Regions from separate parts of the Mus musculus genome. Here all the other regions are linked to region 5. Evidence: chromatin contacts called from public promoter capture Hi-C data. All regions are on one chromosome and are shown on one strand. The core of a region is the stretch at or near the end of the contact, and the rest is flanking DNA. Distances in the headings are between cores, read along the strand shown.

The links. Promoter capture Hi-C pulls out the DNA fragments that hold promoters and counts their contacts. Capture Hi-C pulls out chosen DNA fragments and counts their contacts.
Region 1: a contact with region 5 is called in a promoter capture Hi-C map of hippocampal neurons, with 3 times the contacts expected there. The contact joins the enhancer-like site here to the promoter of Map6 in region 5. A contact is called at or near these places in 4 of 39 promoter capture datasets (the C10 cell line, hippocampal neurons and liver), 1 of 115 datasets of contacts at active chromatin or transcription factors (bone marrow-derived macrophages) and 1 of 9 other capture datasets (liver).
Region 2: a contact with region 5 is called in a promoter capture Hi-C map of embryonic stem cells, with 2.1 times the contacts expected there. The contact joins the promoter of Thap12 here to the promoter of Map6 in region 5. A contact is called at or near these places in 4 of 39 promoter capture datasets (embryonic stem cells, liver, second pharyngeal arch cranial neural crest and 1 more), 1 of 484 Hi-C or Micro-C datasets (embryonic stem cells), 4 of 115 datasets of contacts at active chromatin or transcription factors (astrocytes, embryonic stem cells, large pre-B cells and 1 more) and 2 of 9 other capture datasets (embryonic stem cells and liver).
Region 3: a promoter capture Hi-C map of adipose tissue shows a contact between it and region 5. The contact joins the promoter of Spcs2 here to the promoter of Map6 in region 5. A contact is called at or near these places in 2 of 115 datasets of contacts at active chromatin or transcription factors (bone marrow-derived macrophages and embryonic stem cells) and 1 of 9 other capture datasets (adipose tissue).
Region 4: a contact with region 5 is called in a promoter capture Hi-C map of liver, with 2.4 times the contacts expected there. The contact joins the promoter of Neu3 here to the promoter of Map6 in region 5. A contact is called at or near these places in 10 of 39 promoter capture datasets (the C10 cell line, cranial neural crest, embryonic stem cells and 5 more).

What each region holds. Positions count from the first base shown.
Region 1 is chr7:99,876,619-99,880,135 of GRCm38.p6, forward strand. Xrra1 (X-ray radiation resistance associated 1) reads left to right here. Exons shown (of 19, transcript NM_001164258.1): 7 at 2,752-2,849. All of the region lies in intron 4 of Gm38405 (a long non-coding RNA gene), which reads right to left. Among named protein-coding and RNA genes, the nearest start is that of Xrra1, 19 kb to the left of the region's middle. Within about 2 kb of position 1,858, at least 8 of the 459 cell types and tissues checked have an H3K27ac peak or open chromatin away from gene starts, as enhancers often do. A contact at or near this core is called in hippocampal neurons, where this site is marked.
Region 2 is chr7:98,701,381-98,704,533 of GRCm38.p6, forward strand. Thap12 (THAP domain containing 12) reads left to right here and starts at 1,867. Exons shown (of 5, transcript NM_028410.2): 1 at 1,867-2,098. The coding sequence starts at 2,010. Gm15506 (predicted gene 15506) reads right to left here and starts at 1,548. Exons shown (of 1, transcript NR_144495.1): 1 at 1-1,548. It also overlaps the pseudogene LOC108167485.
Region 3 is chr7:99,857,155-99,860,233 of GRCm38.p6, forward strand. It overlaps Spcs2 (signal peptidase complex subunit 2 homolog (S. cerevisiae)), which reads right to left and starts at 1,729. Exons shown (of 5, transcript NM_025668.3): 1 at 1,610-1,729. The coding sequence starts at 1,723. Xrra1 (X-ray radiation resistance associated 1) reads left to right here and starts at 2,064. Exons shown (of 19, transcript NM_001164258.1): 1 at 2,064-2,076.
Region 4 is chr7:99,827,078-99,830,241 of GRCm38.p6, forward strand. Neu3 (neuraminidase 3) reads right to left here and starts at 1,340. Exons shown (of 3, transcript NM_016720.2): 1 at 1,081-1,340.
Region 5 is chr7:99,265,724-99,269,030 of GRCm38.p6, forward strand. Map6 (microtubule-associated protein 6) reads left to right here and starts at 1,724. Exons shown (of 3, transcript NM_001048167.1): 1 at 1,724-3,307. The coding sequence starts at 2,299. Gm26705 (predicted gene, 26705) reads right to left here and starts at 1,495. Exons shown (of 4, transcript NR_103487.1): 1 at 1,422-1,495; 2 at 684-748.

The DNA of each region.
Region 1 (3,517 bases), core at 608-3,107, 610 kb after region 5:
AGCTTATGGTTAGTAGGAGAGATGGTTTCAGACTCAGATCAAAAGCAGGGTACATATAAGTACTGGTACAGGGAAATCAGGAGACACCAGGTGTGCATCCCAGAGGGACTTTAACCCAGTCCAGTGAGTCAGGAAACCTAGGAAAGAGTGCCTGAGACTGGATCAAAAGATAAATACACTGGGCCAGCAAGATGGTCGAGTGGCTGCAAGCACCTGCTGCCAAGCTTGGTGACTTGAATTTGATCCCTGAGACTCACATGATAGAAGAAGGGAACCATCTCCTGAAAAACTGTCCTCTGACACCTGCATGTGCGCGTGCGCGCGCGCGCACACACACACACACACACACACAAGAAATTGACTCAGGAATCGGTGCTTTGGATTGAAGGGCAGCTGTGGAATGATACTGCCTTGTTGGGAAGATTGTATACAAGGCATACATGGGGAGAAAAACTGAGGCTAGATGCACTGGCAAGGGCTTGATTATCAAGGGCTTTGAGAGTTGAGCTTAGTCCTCTAGACAGAAGAGGCGTGGAAGGCTTTTAACCAGGGAATCTCAGAGAGGAGGGGTTTTCCATGGGAGGGGAATGAAGCTTGAGATGGGGAGTGAAGGGGATTGAGAGAGTGATCTGGGAAGAGATGGGAATCACAGGGGCAGGGATGAGGCTGGGGATACCCAGAGACAGTTCTAGAAGGGGTGTGTCAATGAGTTTGTTTCAATGAGTTGGAGGATAGCGTCCATCAAAGCATCTAATAAGATCCTTGCCTTAGAAGAAAGTGTATTCTGCTAGGAATGCCTTGGTATAAACAGGCCAAAAGGCCTGATAAATGCCCAGCTTCATTAAGGACAAAAACATGGGGGTCACTCACAGCCACCTATAACACCAGTACACAGTTTTATGTCCATCAAATATTGGCAAGTATGAAAGATGCTAACCACAGCCAGCCCTGCGTAGTCAAGGGAGACTCTCGGTGAAAGTCAAATATAAGAAAGTTGTGTGAGTCCTTAAAGGAAATTTGGCAATGTCTCTTAAAATTTAAGATGAGGCTGGAGATCTGGCTCAGCTGTTAAGAGTATTTGCTGCTCTTGCAGAGGACCTGGGTTCAATTTCTAGCACCCATGGGGGCCACTCACAGCCACCTGTAACTCCAGTTCCAGAGGATCCAGTGACCTCTTCTCACTTTCATTGGCTTCTGCACATACTTACTGCACACAGTGTCACACAGGAACATATACATATAATAAATAAGTAAATAAATAAATCTTTTAAAAGTTGAGATAGTCACTGCCTTTAGTAGTTCTGTTTCTAGGAATATATTCCACAGAAAGAGACTTACCCAAGGGAATTCCCCCAGTCAGTGTCTTATTTGACCTTACTGAGCCTCCTGACTCTCAAGCTCTTGTAGGCTACATAGTACACCAGGTTCACTTAGAAGCTTCTAAGTGATTCTACATTGTGTTCCTGTAGGATTTCAGGAGTCCTACAGTGGAGTTCCCATGGTTGACTCTCTTGCAGGGTTGTCCACTAGCCAAGAGTCACCCTGGGTGCTGGACAGAAACTCTCATTGGGTAAATGCAGGGATCACCCTTGTTTGGAAATCTCATCAACACAGGAACCAATGTGCCATTCCATAGGTCTATATTACAGAATACCCATGAAGGACATGTCTGATTCTAGGAGTCACCACTTAAAGAGAAGCACCCCCTTCGGGCATTTATAATTTATACCTTCTCCTGGTCCAGACATAATTTTCCACTCTGCAGTCATTTTTACCACAAGCAATAGTTGCCTAGTAACACAGTTACCATAGCATGTGCTTTAGGTTACCAGGGAAACAGGCCTAGAAAGTGAATCTAAGATCCAGTTGTCATGCAAGAAGGAGTCCTTGATTACCTCCCTCCCACATAGGTTACACACTACCAACAGGAAAAGCGAGTGCATGTCTATACTAGAAAGATAACTAAGATGCTGGACAAGTTTAACCTGGAATAATCTTCACATCAAACTGTGAAAGGAGAAAAGCCACTGTACAGCATGTATTCTGTTTTTATAAGAAGAAAACTGTATTTCAATACATACATGAGAAAAATATTAGGTATATACATAAAATTTTGAACAGTTGACACTAAATGTTGGGATTAAAGGAACATTTTTCCCCGTGATGTTTGACTATTTGGGGTAAGCATGTTAGCATCTCTAATCAGAGGTTATCTAGGAGTGTGGCTCAGTGGTAGAGAGTTTGCCTAGCATGCACAAGACCCTTAGGTTGGCCCCTGGATTGGGAAGAGAAAATAATATATATCAGTTTTAAATGGACAGGCCTTCCATTTGAACAGACTTAACATTCGAGCCTTAGTTTTCCCAGTTACCAGCCACCTTATTTCAAATAAGTCACTTAGCCTTCCAGAGATGTCATTTCCTCAGTGATAGGATGAATGGATTCTTGTTAGTGAAGTAGCTAGAGGTTTAAATTTTTCTTGGAATCCCCTAGAGATGAAGTAACAGGCAGTTGGAAGCCACCCAGGGTGGACGCTGGGAACTGAACTATACTCTGCAAGAGCAGGGAATTCTCTTAACCTCCAAACCATCTCTCCAACCTTATGGTTAGAGATCTGAGGTCTGCAACATAAAGCATCGCCCACAGCTGGAAGCTCAGTGAATGATCATTAGCATCTTCCTCTGTAAGCCTTTCCAAGCTCAAGATCCTCTCTTATTCTCTTTCTCTCCCCCCCCCCCCGTTTCCATGTAGATGTCTTTCACACATTTCCAGTTCTAAAGGAACTGGAGCTTGCGTTCAATGGCATCAAGATGGTCTACGTGAAATATGGAGACTTCAAGACATTGGAAGTAAGTTGGAGGTAGGAAGTTTTTGATCCTACCTGTTCCCCTGTAAGAATGAGTATAGGCATCTCGACAGATTATGACTTTGGACAAAGGTTCTCTGGGCCTTCACTGCTAGGCTCTTGCTTCTTGCTTCTGGCCTCTGGAGAAGATGGTGGTGATGGTGGTGGTGGTGATGATGATGATGACAATGATAATGATGATGAGGAGGAGGATGGTGGTGGTGATGGTGGTGAAGGTAATAGTGTTAGTGGTACTGATGGCAGACAGGTAATTATGGCCAAGGTGTATGACCCTGGAATGTAAGTGCCAAGGGTCATTCATATTCAGAGGAATCTATAGAAAAGTGAGTTTAAACGGAGTATCATAGGAGGAAGAGTTTCATGGGAGATATATCTCCTTAGGTGTTTAGAGAGCTTGAATCCAGCTTTAAAGCAGGGTGCAGTGAGCTAGAGACTATGTGGACCAATACCAAAGCATACCCTGACCTCAGTAAGCGAGGTTGGTCCCAGCGGACTGGGGTAGTCCCTTGACCTGAAGATGAGGATGGGCACACAAGGCCCCCGTGGATTCAACAGCACACTAGAGGCGCGGGCACACCCCATGCACATCTCTAGTTCTCAGAACCTTGGGATAGAAAATACAGAAAGTCTGCCTTGCATAGCCTCATACTT
Region 2 (3,153 bases), core at 617-3,116, 560 kb before region 5:
CAAACCATCACATTTCACTCCCTGGCCCCCACAGACTTGTTCAAACATATGAGGCTATAAGGGCCACAGCTAAACATAGCATAATACAAAATACATTTAGTCTAATTTCCAGAGTCCCCAGTCTATAGCAGCTCAACAATGTTAAAAGTTCAGAGTTGCTGGAGAGATGGCTCAATGGTTAGATCTGACTGCTCTTCCAGAGGTCCTGAGTTCAATTCCCAGCAACCACATGGTGGCTCACAACCATCTGTAATGGGATCCAATGCCCTCTTCTGGTGTGTCTGAAGACAGCTACAGCGTACTCATATACATAAAATAAATAAATAAAATCTTTTAAAAAAAAGTTCAAAGTCTCTTCTGAGATTCATCCAATCACTTTATTGTAATCCCAATAGCAAGACAGGAAACCAGCTGGGCAAACTCCAAACGCTGCATCTCCATGTCTGATACCGTAGCAGTCGTCAGATCTCCTACTCTCTGAGCATGCTCCCTGCAGAAGGTGGCTGGCAGGGGCCCGACTTCTGGGATTCTACACAGGCAGAGCCATTTCCTCATCAGCACTCTGCTGCAGCTAACTCCACATCTCAGAACTTGTCCTCTTTTCCCTCACCTATAAACTAGCGTTCTTAATTTCCTTTGAATGACCAGATGGACACTCAAATTTCCCCAAGTTCAGGCTGATCCTTCAAAATACTTGCTATAGCTTTGACAGACGTTTTTCTCGTGTTCAGGTTTCCTTTCAGAATGAATCTAATGGTTTCTTTCTCTAAATGTAATTTCTTCAGCCATCCTTCTCACTGTTAACTGCTTGTTCACACAAAGTCCGTGACCTTTTGGATATTTGCATCCGTTCTGTGGGTGACTGGACGACTACTTCATGGATCATCTCAGACATTTTCCCACCCTTCTTTAAACCTTTTGTGCCAGTCAAATACTCAAGCCCTCGACACCACTTCACCCCCATACGCTTCTTTCAAAAGTGGTGGGTCTTACTTGCAGACGTGTTCGATTTTACGCAAAATTTGATACTTTGTTCTAAATAGCGGCCACTCATTTTGAAACAAAACCATACAGGAACGTTATCAGGCCAGGACTGTGAGAAGCCTGAGGTAAAAATCTCTAGGGTGCTGCTGGCCTAATCATTGCACTATTCCTGCCTCTCTGGAAACCACCAAGGAAGTTACTGCTTTTCTGAGCTTTTACCCTAGCGTCTAGTCAAGGTGTGCGGCTAGCAATCTAGCACTAATTCGGTCACAGAGTAACCGGAAGGCAAAACGGGTTAAAAATTAAATCCTCTACAACTCATGTTTGCGTTCAACCCGCGAGTTGTTTCAAAGCAATCGCAAGGGTCATCCCGAATCTGTTGCCTTTAAGAGTCTACGGTGACTCACGCAATGGACGCATGAACCGTGACAACTTTTACACAAGCCGGGCAGACGCAGCCGTGAAGTAACGTTCTAGCTTGCCCTGGATCTGCAGGAACCCGCACACAGCAAACCTACCCGAATAACCCGGGGTTGCGCTCGCCAGTCCCGGGGAGACTACAGCGCATGCGCAATTCCTTCCTTGCGCGGGTTGGGTTGTGCGCATGTGCATTGAGACTACGCAGCTGGCCCGACCCTCTCGAGTGCGCATGCCCGCCCGCAGGGACGGTCGCCTGCGAAGAGGGCGGGGGCGGATAGCTGAGGGAAGAGAGGGCACCCTCCAGCGCCAGGGTGCATTGTGGGAAGGAGGCGGTAGCGTCCCGGGCGGGCTGGAGGTGCAGCAGCGGCGGCGGCGGCGGTAAATCCTCCCGGCCGCACACAGCACTGTGGAGCCGCGGCCCCAGCCCAGCCTCGGCCCGCGCGCCCCTCCTGCCCCTCGCGGCTTCGCGCGCCAGCCCCTCCTCCGCGCGCGGCCTTGCGGAGCCGGCCGGCCGGCCCAGCTCCCCTCCCCGGCCCCGCGGGGCGGCCGCGCTGCCCTGACGAGGCGGGGAGGGGAGGGCTGGACCGGCCGGCGGCCGGACGACCATGCCGAACTTCTGCGCTGCCCCCAACTGCACACGGAAGAGCACGCAGTCTGACCTGGCCTTCTTCAGGTTCCCGCGGGACCCGGCCAGGTGAGTGGGGCGCGGAAGCTTCAGGGACTTGCGCGCACGTGCGCTCGCGGGCACCCGGCCCAGTGGGTGCCACCCGGGGGCGCGAAGGCGGATGAAGTGGGCGCTTAGCGCCTTTGGTGGTCCGACGCGGTTCCTTAGCTGTCAAAGAAGTAACCCTTCTCCAGGGCTGTGTTCCCAGGGGCCCTGCCTTCCCCCGCGTCACTGGTCTCTTCTAGGACAGTGTTTCTGTTTGGAGGCGAGCCGCTTTCTTTGATCTTAAATCAGGTCACAACTGCCTCCTTCGGACTTGTCAACCCAGTGTTCAAATGCCGACCGTTACTCATTGTCTCCCTTGGTTGTTGGGACCACAGAGGACAAGTGTGAGGGCGTGGGAATATGGTATTGCAACTTCACTTTTCCTTGGGGTAGTTTATAATCTGGGACGTAGTCTGAGAATCATAGGGACTTAGTGTGATAGACTGCAGGTAGTTCTCAGAGCTCTCCTGTTGGCTCATTCGTTTAAAAATCAGTGCTTAACCATGTTTGAAGTACTCATGTCAGGTGCTGGAGACTCGAGTGAATTTTGTCACGGACGGCAGAAAGCACCTAATCCACAGAGAGAGAGAGCAGATCTATCAACGAGCGCTGAATATAGCATGATATTAATTGAGCAAATATTTATTGAAAGCCGACAGTTGGTAGAAATTGGTCAGAGTATGAGAGTGGGTAACATGAACCAATGAAAATCCCTCTTCTCAGAGGTTACATTCAAGTCTTGGGAAATTGGCAAGTAAAATATTTATAATACCGTGTCCAATAATGAAAAATATCCTGAAGAAAAATACAGCAGGGGTTGGAAGGGCTTTTAGCTAGGGAACAGGTGGAAAGATAGCTCAATGCTGAAGAGCACTTATACTCGCAGAAGGCCTGGGTTCTATACCCACATTAGGTGACTTCAGTTCCAGGGGATTACACAACCTCTTCTGGCCTTCCTGTGTACCAGGTATGCTCAAAGTGCAAAACGCTCGTGCATATACCAGAGCAGATTAAAGAAAAAAGCATAGCCAGGGAGCTGA
Region 3 (3,079 bases), core at 479-2,978, 590 kb after region 5:
TATATAATTTGATCTTTATAATGAGCCTATAATGAGAATACCTACAATGCTTATTGTGGTAAAGAAATACAAGTTCAGTAATGAGCAGTCATCCAGGGCTTTTTATGCTACACTAGAATTCAAACTTACCCTTCTAAGAAATCCTATATATTAGTGTATAGTATATACTATACACTATTATTGGGTCTAGTTCATTGAGCTATGTAAATAACCTTCCTCAAGTCACTTTATATAGTCTCTTTACATTCCACTCCTAAGTAACTTTCTCCAGTCTAACCCTACCTTTCACTAAGTTTACTTAAACCCTTCTAGTAAGCCTACTAAGAAATCTTAAGCACTATCATATTCTTTCCTCAAGAAAGACTTGAGGACCAGACAGATGGCTCAAGGCTTACAAGCCGAGTTTGGTCCCTGGATCCTGCACAAAGCCAGTTCCAGTCCAGGCCAGCTTAGCTACACAGCAAGACCCTGTCTCAAACTTGACTCTAAGGACCCTCCAAAAGACAAGGGGAACTGGGGACGTGGGTCAGTGGTGGAGTGCTGCCTACCATGTAGGAAGCTACACAAATGCGGGATGATCAGGCATCCATCTCTTAAGCCCTAGCCATCTGTTCCACACAGAGGAGTAATAGAGCATTTCGATTAAAATGTTTCAAGAAAAGTGGTTTACTATATGAAAGCACCATGCTTCACCCTCATCACATCAGCTGGGAAGGACAACCCTGGAAGGGGGCCAGAAGGTATGCTGGACTAAACCCCTCATTCTACAGAATAAGGAAGGCAATAAGGAGAACAGGCACATTTTAGGACACAGAGCTAGAGGCAAAACTAATGCCAGGCCCGTTTTTCAGGCAACTGTCTCTTGCAAGTTGCTGTGCAAGGGGCAAGATGGTCAATCCAGGAGCAGCGTTCCTCCCCTGACTCTTTCCTTTAAGCCCTTATGGACAAGGACGTGAAATTCTTTAGAAATTGTGTAGGCAGAGTGGAAAGCAGTCAGCTGGTACAGACAGAAAAGGCCACGCAGGGGAAGAGAAAGGCAGGGAACCCAAGAGGGACAAAGAATCTTAAGGCTTCCTATCAGACCAGCAAGGGAAGTCAACATACGAATATTTCATTATTTGACATATCATGAAAAAATTAAAAGAAACCAAAAAAAAAAAAAAAACCCTTAAAAACTTTAAAGGCCAAGGAACTCTTTGGGCTCTGTAGCAACACGCGAGGATGATGGTGGAAGGGTTTGGGGAATACTGACTTCGAGGAGATTCTTTCAATTTCTTTAGAAGTTCCATTTTCCACGTTGATGTTATGGGCATTTTCAAGAGTGGCCCTCCTAGCACAATAGAAACGTGATCATTATGGTGAAATATTGCCATAATTACGAGAAGCTGCGGTGGCGGTTAGGGACCAGCAGCACTTGCTTAAAGAGACGACTAAAGGGAAGGATTGTTTTCCAACGTGTAGAGAGGGCAAGTTACAAGTGTGCGTTCGTGTGCTACGGAGGAGCGCTCAAGGAGCCACAGAAAATAAGGGGGTGGGGATGGGAAGCTGGGCTCACCAGCTCCTGGGCATTCCCCGGGCTCTAGATTGTCCCCAGGACTAAGCTCCTCACCTTATCCAACAAACCACTGCGGCTGCTGCTTGTCCCGCAGCTGGGGCCGCCGCCAGCCCCACTACTGCCTCCGCCACCGCCGCTTCTCCCACCCTGCGACGCCGACGCTGCCATCTTGTCTCCCTCCGTGTCTCCCTCCCATACGACTTGTCCGAAGCCGATTGGCTGAAGCTGCTCATGTGATAGGCAGCGCAGAGCCCATCGGGATCCGTAGTCTGGTGTGCTGATGAGGGCTGAAAGAGGCCGCGGGGCTTGACGGGACTTGTAGTTAGAATCTGCCGTCGCCGGTTGCCGCCTCCGTTGCTAGCCACATCCTCGCGGTTACTAAGGAGTGGGTGGGGAAGGCTGTGGCAAGCGCCACCGTGGAGCGACTCCGAGATTCCCGTGAGGCTTGCAGGCGTGCACTCCGCCTGACAGGGACATCGCCTCCGCGGGCTCTTCGGAGGCGGAAACGACGCCGAAGGCAGGTGTGGCTGGAAACTTAATTTTGCTTGAATTATGAGTCTTTCCAGCCCCAGATGTTGTGTCCTAAGAAGGGAGGTAGAGCCTGCTCTTCACCCCTTTCTGTCCCTGAAGGTAGAATATCAGCTCGATTATTCTCTCCGAAGTAACCATAATCTCAGCTGTTAGTAATGTTTCCTGTAGAACTATCATTTATTGAGTGCCTACTGTGTGCTAGGCAGTGCCCTACATGCACTTACATCCACCCATTCTGTGTCTGTCTCAGGATAATGCTGTATAGACAAGAAAAGGAATTTTTCAGAAGCCAGAGAGCATAAGTCAGAACACACTTAAAACCAACTTTTTAGTTTTTTAAACTTAAAAGCATGTTTCCAGTTTGACAATGTGATTTTTATAAATATTGAGAGAAAAAAATATTGAGCACCAAAAAAACTTGACACTGAAACTAAGGCATATAAGGAAAATAGACCTGGGATATCTCATAGTAATATCACTTTATGCCATATTACATTGCATTATTTAGTTTTTATACCTACATATTTTCCATATGTGTACAGATGATCCGCCAGATACTGAATTCGCTAGACATTTTGTTTTGTTTTTCTGAGACAGGGTCTCACCATTAGGTCTAGCTGTCCTGAAACTCACTGTGTAGACAAATTGGCTTCAAACTCCCAGAGATCCACCTACCTCTGACTCCTTAGTGCTGGAACCAAAGGTGTATAATACCATGCCCAGCCTCTGAATCGCTTAGCATGTACTCAGTCCTGTTCTACACACTTAGAATATACCTCTGAATGAAAGAGACAAAATGTTCTTGGCAAGGCTATGTTCACATGATCACTAAAGAATAGCAGATTAGATTTCATCCTCGATTAAGCAATTCCTGGCCACTCCAGTTGTAAGGGTCCAAAAATCACTGAAAGAAGACCCCAGGCTCAGAGAGTATACAAAAACAAAGAGCATTTATTCTGCAGAAACACCAGCATGCAGGGGCCAACCATTCTT
Region 4 (3,164 bases), core at 90-2,589, 560 kb after region 5:
CATGCTTTCAGAATCTCTTGACACCATTTTTTCTTGTGTTTGACTTCATTTCATGTTTCACTCATCATGGCTCCAGCCGCAATAGGCATATATATGGAATATATATATATATATATATATATATATATATATATATATATATATTCTCCATACAGCCTAGCTGAGCCATACGATGTGCATACACACTGATGAAGTTCTCACAATGAAACCACATCATTGTTGTGTTCTCAGTACCAAGCCCCATCATTAAGCACTGCATTATTCTATCAATTACAACCTCCTCTTAGCACCTGGGCTGGTCTTGAACTTGTGATTCTCATGCCCCAGCCTCCTGAGTGCTTGGATTAACAGGAGCCAGGCCCCATGACTGGCTCTCATTTGTTAAAGGTTAGTAATGTGTACTTATCAGGACCATTCAAAAATGCTTTATAAACGTTAAGGCACTATACAAATTGATGTCTTTAATTATTGTGAATGCTGACCTTTTTACAATTCAGTTTTGGTTCTGCCATCACCTCAACAATTAAATTGTCATTAATTTTCACTATGATTATTCTAATAATAATGATGACAGTGGTAACACAGTGGCCTGGTCACACCTAAAGGATTCACCCAAACTATGTGCTCAGAACTAGGGGCTGAGAAGAATCTAGTACAGGTCTGCTTTGGAGTTGTTTGCTTTAGCAGATAATTCTGATTATTAATTACTGTTCCATACTCTCTCACCTTCCAACCAAGTCCTCTCTATTCTCTTTCTTGGGGAGAGTACAGTTTAGCACGACTTCTGAAGTCAGCCTTGTTTGAAGAGGAAAACTTAGGGGAGACCACTCAGTTGCAAATCTAGTATCAAAAACATTCCACCTTGGAACCTTTTTGGTCGCCCACAACTCCTCTATAGTAAGAAGACTTCACAGTCTCGGTTTGTTCCCACAGTTCTAAACTACAGCTGAAGTTTGGCTTTAGATGGAAGAAAGCAAAAGTAGAATGGTCCTAGCTGATTCTGGCTGACTCAGTCTTCCTTCCTGATGCAGGTCCCCACAGTCCCCGGCCGAATTCCGGGTGACTCTCACCCCAGCTCACCGGCTCCGGAGGCTCTCTGGGCTCTCCCGTGGAGTCTCGGAAGAAGGCCTGAAGCTGAGCTGGGGCGATGGAGACTGGATAACAGCGACAGAAACCACAGACGCTGAAACGAACCCAGTGACCGCTGCGCAAGAACTGGCAGTAATGAGACAAATATCCCAGGAGCAGAAGGAATGCGCTGGGGAGCAGGCGCCAGAGGACTGAGAGCAGCGTCTGGGTGTCAACCTCCCCGGCCAGGCCACGCCCCTTCACCGCGCAGTGCCCGCCCTGCTTGCTTCTCCACGCCCTTAACGATTGGTCTGTGGAAGGTATCACCGCCTAAAACTTCCCTAGACAGTCTAATTGTCGAACAAAGGTTCCGAGGCTCAGAGGGGACTCCTAAAAAGATAAAAGGTGGAAGGGGGTGTTTTCACACAAAGCACTGGACATTCTCCTTGCAAAAGGTTCCAAAATGTATATATTTATCAGGGCCTGGTGGTGCGGGGCTGTGGACTTTGCTAGTGTGGTAGAGACTGTTAAATTTCATCTGTCTGGACTACAAAATGAGTTTAAGGCCACCCTGAACAATTGCCCTTCTCGCAAGATTTTTAAAAAAAAGTATAAACAGAGCCGAGAAACCAGTTAGGTGGCAGAGCACTCGCCTAGCAGGTGCAACGTCCTAGGTTCACTCTCCTGTACCTTCGATAACTTATTGTATATTGTCTACACACATTTACATACATGTATCTGTCACCAAGTACTGAATCCATTCTCTTGTTTCACAATCACACGCAAGGACCATCCCATTCTTCCCCACCTACCAAAATCAAAAGAGGAAAAGGCCCCTCTTGACACACTGCAGCATCTAAGAGATCAGCCAGGGGTGGGGACAAAGAAAGCTAAAAATGACTGTTAAAAAAAAACAACAACAACACAAACAAACAAACAAACAAAAAAACAAACCGAAACAAACAAACAAACAAAACCCATCAGGTCAACAAGGCTACCAGAGGAGACTAAAAAGAAAATGAAAAAGTCACGACCAAAACAAAAACCCAAACAAACAAACATAAAAACCAAGATGTGGAGTACATTGGTATCAAAATTCACAGTGGTTCCTTATGTACCAGGTTAACATAATGAACTAGGACATTTAGCATAGTGGCATTACCCTGTGGGGAGTGACTTGTATTTGACTTATAATAGTAAGATGTATGATAGCACCCTTCACCTTATAATATAAGAAATCACACCCCCAAGTGTGGGTCTAACCACAGTAAGATAGAAAGCAGCACAGCAGGGCCGATTCGGCCGGACCCCATTCCTCCTCTGCCTGTGAGGATGCCAGGGGGCAGGGCCCTGTCCACCAAGGAGCAAAGTGACTTCCTTTTATTTCATCCCAGTCATGTTAGGAGTTTCTCTCCCAAATGGCTGCCTCCTCTAGTTCCAGTGTAAGAATATGGGGTCTTCTTTCTTTGAAGTGAACTTGATACTCAGAAGTAGAACTCACATGGAGAGAAACAATTGAAACTCATTTTTTTTGTTGGAACCAAGTAAAACATAAAGGAATTTGTCAAAAGATGAAGGGAAAGATGGAATATTAACTTAAAGGATGGAAAAACATTGACTCCTACTGAGTTTGAATCCCTGAGCCTGAGCAAATACCATGGGTACGGCAGTGAACGCTCTAAGGGATGGGCTTTCCTAAGACACAAGATCATAACAGGATGGGATTTTCCTTCATTCCTTTTTAAATAATGAGAGATTAGCCTGACAACACTGAAATAAAATAAAGTAGTTTCCTGCTAAAAGTAACTAGGACTTCAAAGAAAAACAGCTGATTTCAGAGCAGGGGAAAGAGGTATAGCATAGGCTTTGAGTATCTGGTCTTACTTGAAAACAAGGTAGCTAGAAGAAAGCAACAAAGGCCATGCTCAAAGAGCTGACCTAACAAGGATCCTACTACCAAATATGTGTGGCAAAATAACAGCTAGGTGCAGTGCTGCACACCTATCCTAGAATTGAAGAAGCAGAGGCAAGAGAACCACATGCTCTAAATCAGCAGGGGTTTTAATAGTAAGTTCCAGAGGACTTGGGGCTACATA
Region 5 (3,307 bases), core at 474-2,973:
CCCTTAGACGTACACATGTGCATATATGCCACAAATAAATTAATTAAGAGTAAATATTTGGGACTTTTAAGAAAATGAACTCTTTCTTTTCCTTGTGAAGTAGCAGATTTCCAAGTAGCAGGCTTCTCAGTGGCTTATCTGGGAGGCTCTGCCTGTGAGACTTTTGGATAAGCTTTTGAATATTAACAGGTTCTGCTGAAGAAGCCATTTCTATATGCCAGGAGCTGCAGCTAATATTTCTTGTGAATTGTGTCACTTCAGTCTTCAGAAAAACTTTGTAAGTTCAGAATAGATACCCTTGCTCAGAGACAAAGTTAAGGGTCAGAGGTTGCCACAATTTGTCTATGCCTTAGAGCCAAAAGTGCAGAAGCCAGGATCCAAATCCCTGAGTATGGACTCCAGGCTTCTGCTCTGGGTGCTTAACTTTCCTCATGAAACCACCCCGAGGCATTTATTAGCTCTACTACCCCTCCCCCCCCACCCCCCCACCCCCCGCCCCGACCCAGGGGACTGCAGCCCAGAGACAACCCAAGTCACAAAGAGAGTATCAGAGCCAAAGCAGGTCCATTAGATTCCAAAATCTGTTCAACCCCAAAGTAGAAAAGAAGGCAGAAACACAACCGAGAATCCCCTCAAAGAGGTCTCCCTTTTCCTAGGGAACTGTCTCTCATCCAGCCGCTTACCTCCTCCCTTGGGTCTCTTTCCAGAATCTTCCTTTTTCTCCCTTTCCCCCAGTGCAGCATCTGGGCTGGAGAAGAACCAATTTTATCCTGGGAGAGTAGACTCACTGCTTCCCAGTTGCTTAAAGAAGGAACAGCCAGAGTATGGCTAGGCCGGCCTCTCCCAGGCCGGCCTCTCCCAATCTCATACAACTGGGGAAGCCCTGTACACATAGGCTTAGGTCAAGAACCAGCAACACGGAGCATAAGTACAGCCTGATAGCTGACCAATTAACTGCAGCTCTCCCTTTTAAAGTATCTATTCAGGGGCTGAGTGGTTAAAAACTTGTATTGGTGTTCCAGAGGACCCAAGTCCGGGTCCCAGCATTCACATGGGGGTGGGGTGGGAGCTCATAGTCGCCTGCACAGCACCAGGGAAATCTACTTCTGACCCTCTGGCCTCAGCAGGCACCAGAGCCCATGTGCATATACCCACACACAGACAAAAGCACATAATTAAAAGGTGGCGCACGCCTTTAATCCCAGCACTTGGGAGGCAAAGGCAGGCGGCTTTTCTGAGTTCAAGGCCAGCCTGGTCTACAGACTGAGTTCCAGGACAGCCAAGACTACAGAGAGAAACCCTGTCTCGAAAAAACAAAAGCCAAAAACCAAAAAAAAAAAAAAAAAAGTAAAAAAGATTTTTAAAAGAAGCCAAAGCATCTAGTCTGAAACAGACATTTCATGGAGGCGGGGCGGTCTTACACTTAAAAAATTAGTATTCATTGGTTGGGGCGATTTTACGAAAGAGAGGAGACTCGGTTCTAGGACATGAAGCTGGCAACTCAAGGACAGCAAGTCCTCAGGAGCTTGGGACTTGAACCTATCAAGGACCCAGTTCTGCTGTTGCCTGGGAACAGAGAAGGGAGGAGCTGCCAGAGAGAAGGGAGGAGGGGACAGGGAGAGGGCAACCTCTCAGCTGCGCGCCCTGACGACAGCAGGTGATTTTTTTTTTTTTTTCTGCAGCGCGCATACTCTCAGCATCTTTTCTTGATCACCCCACCTCCCTTGCTGAGCCGCAAAAAAGGGTGGGGCCGCCTCTCTGCAGCAGAAGACGACAGCGGCAGCGGCTGCGGCATCACCGGGGGTATAGATAGAGGCCGTTTTGCTCTCTGCTCTGTCTGGGTTGGAGGTGACCGCTGCCAAGCCTCGCTAGGCGGCCGGCTGAACCAGACGGAAAGGAGATAAAAGCCTGCTTGCGGATCCTTCCCTGCGCCATGGCTTAAGCCCACAGCCTCTTTGCCAAGCATCTCCTTGCTCTGCCGGGGTCTGCTAGACACCGCAGTCGCAGAGAGGGCGCGCCCAGACGCCCTAGGCCTGGACTCTGGGACGCTGAGCCTCGCTCCTATTCTTCACTGCCCACAGCAGCTCCTCTGCAGCAGGCGTTTGCAGCCGGCAATCGAGGGACTTTACGGACTTTATCTCAGCGGTACCTTGTCCCCGGGTGCTCTTTGAGGGTGGAGGACGAGGCAAAGGGCTTCTAAGGGAAGGAAGCGGTGGGAACCACATTGGCGGGTCTGGGTTGGGGTTAAAGGGAGATTGGAGATTTGATTTAGGACCACAAAAAGGCTTTGTGGCTAACATGGCGTGGCCGTGCATCACAAGGGCCTGCTGCATCGCCCGCTTCTGGAACCAGCTGGACAAGGCGGACATTGCGGTGCCGCTGGTTTTCACCAAGTACTCGGAGGCCACCGAACACCCAGGCGCCCCTCCGCAGCCGCCAGCTCCGCTGCAGCCCGCGTTAGCGCCCCCCTCGCGTGCTGTCGCCATAGAGACGCAGCCAGCCCAGGGAGAGTCGGATGCAGTTGCCCGGGCAACAGGGCCTGCGCCCGGGCCCAGCGTCGACCGCGAGACTGTAGCCGCCCCCGGCCGGAGCGGGCTGGGCTTGGGCGCGGCCTCAGCCTCCACTTCCGGCTCAGGCCCCGCGGACTCGGTGATGCGACAGGACTACCGCGCCTGGAAAGTGCAGCGGCCCGAGCCAAGCTGCCGGCCGCGCAGCGAGTACCAGCCGTCCGACGCGCCCTTCGAGCGCGAGACCCAGTACCAGAAGGACTTCCGCGCCTGGCCGCTGCCCCGGCGCGGGGACCATCCCTGGATCCCCAAGCCGGTGCAAATCCCTGCGACTTCGCAGCCTTCCCAACCTGTTCTCGGGGTGCCCAAGCGTCGGCCTCAGAGCCAAGAGCGCGGGCCCATGCAACTTTCTGCTGATGCCCGGGACCCGGAGGGTGCTGGAGGAGCCGGGGTGCTGGCGGCAGGAAAGGCGTCCGGTGTAGACCAGCGCGACACACGTAGGAAGGCAGGGCCAGCATGGATGGTGACTCGCAACGAAGGGCACGAAGAGAAGCCTCTGCCCCCAGCCCAATCCCAGACCCAGGAGGGTGGTCCTGCAGCTGGAAAGGCGTCCGGTGCAGATCAGCGTGACACACGCAGGAAGGCAGGGCCAGCATGGATGGTGACTCGCAGCGAAGGGCACGAAGAGAAGCCTCTGCCCCCAGCCCAATCCCAGACCCAGGAGGGTGGTCCTGCAGCTGGAAAGGCGTCCGGTGCAGATCAGCGTGACACACGCAGGAAGGCTGGACCCGCGTGGATGG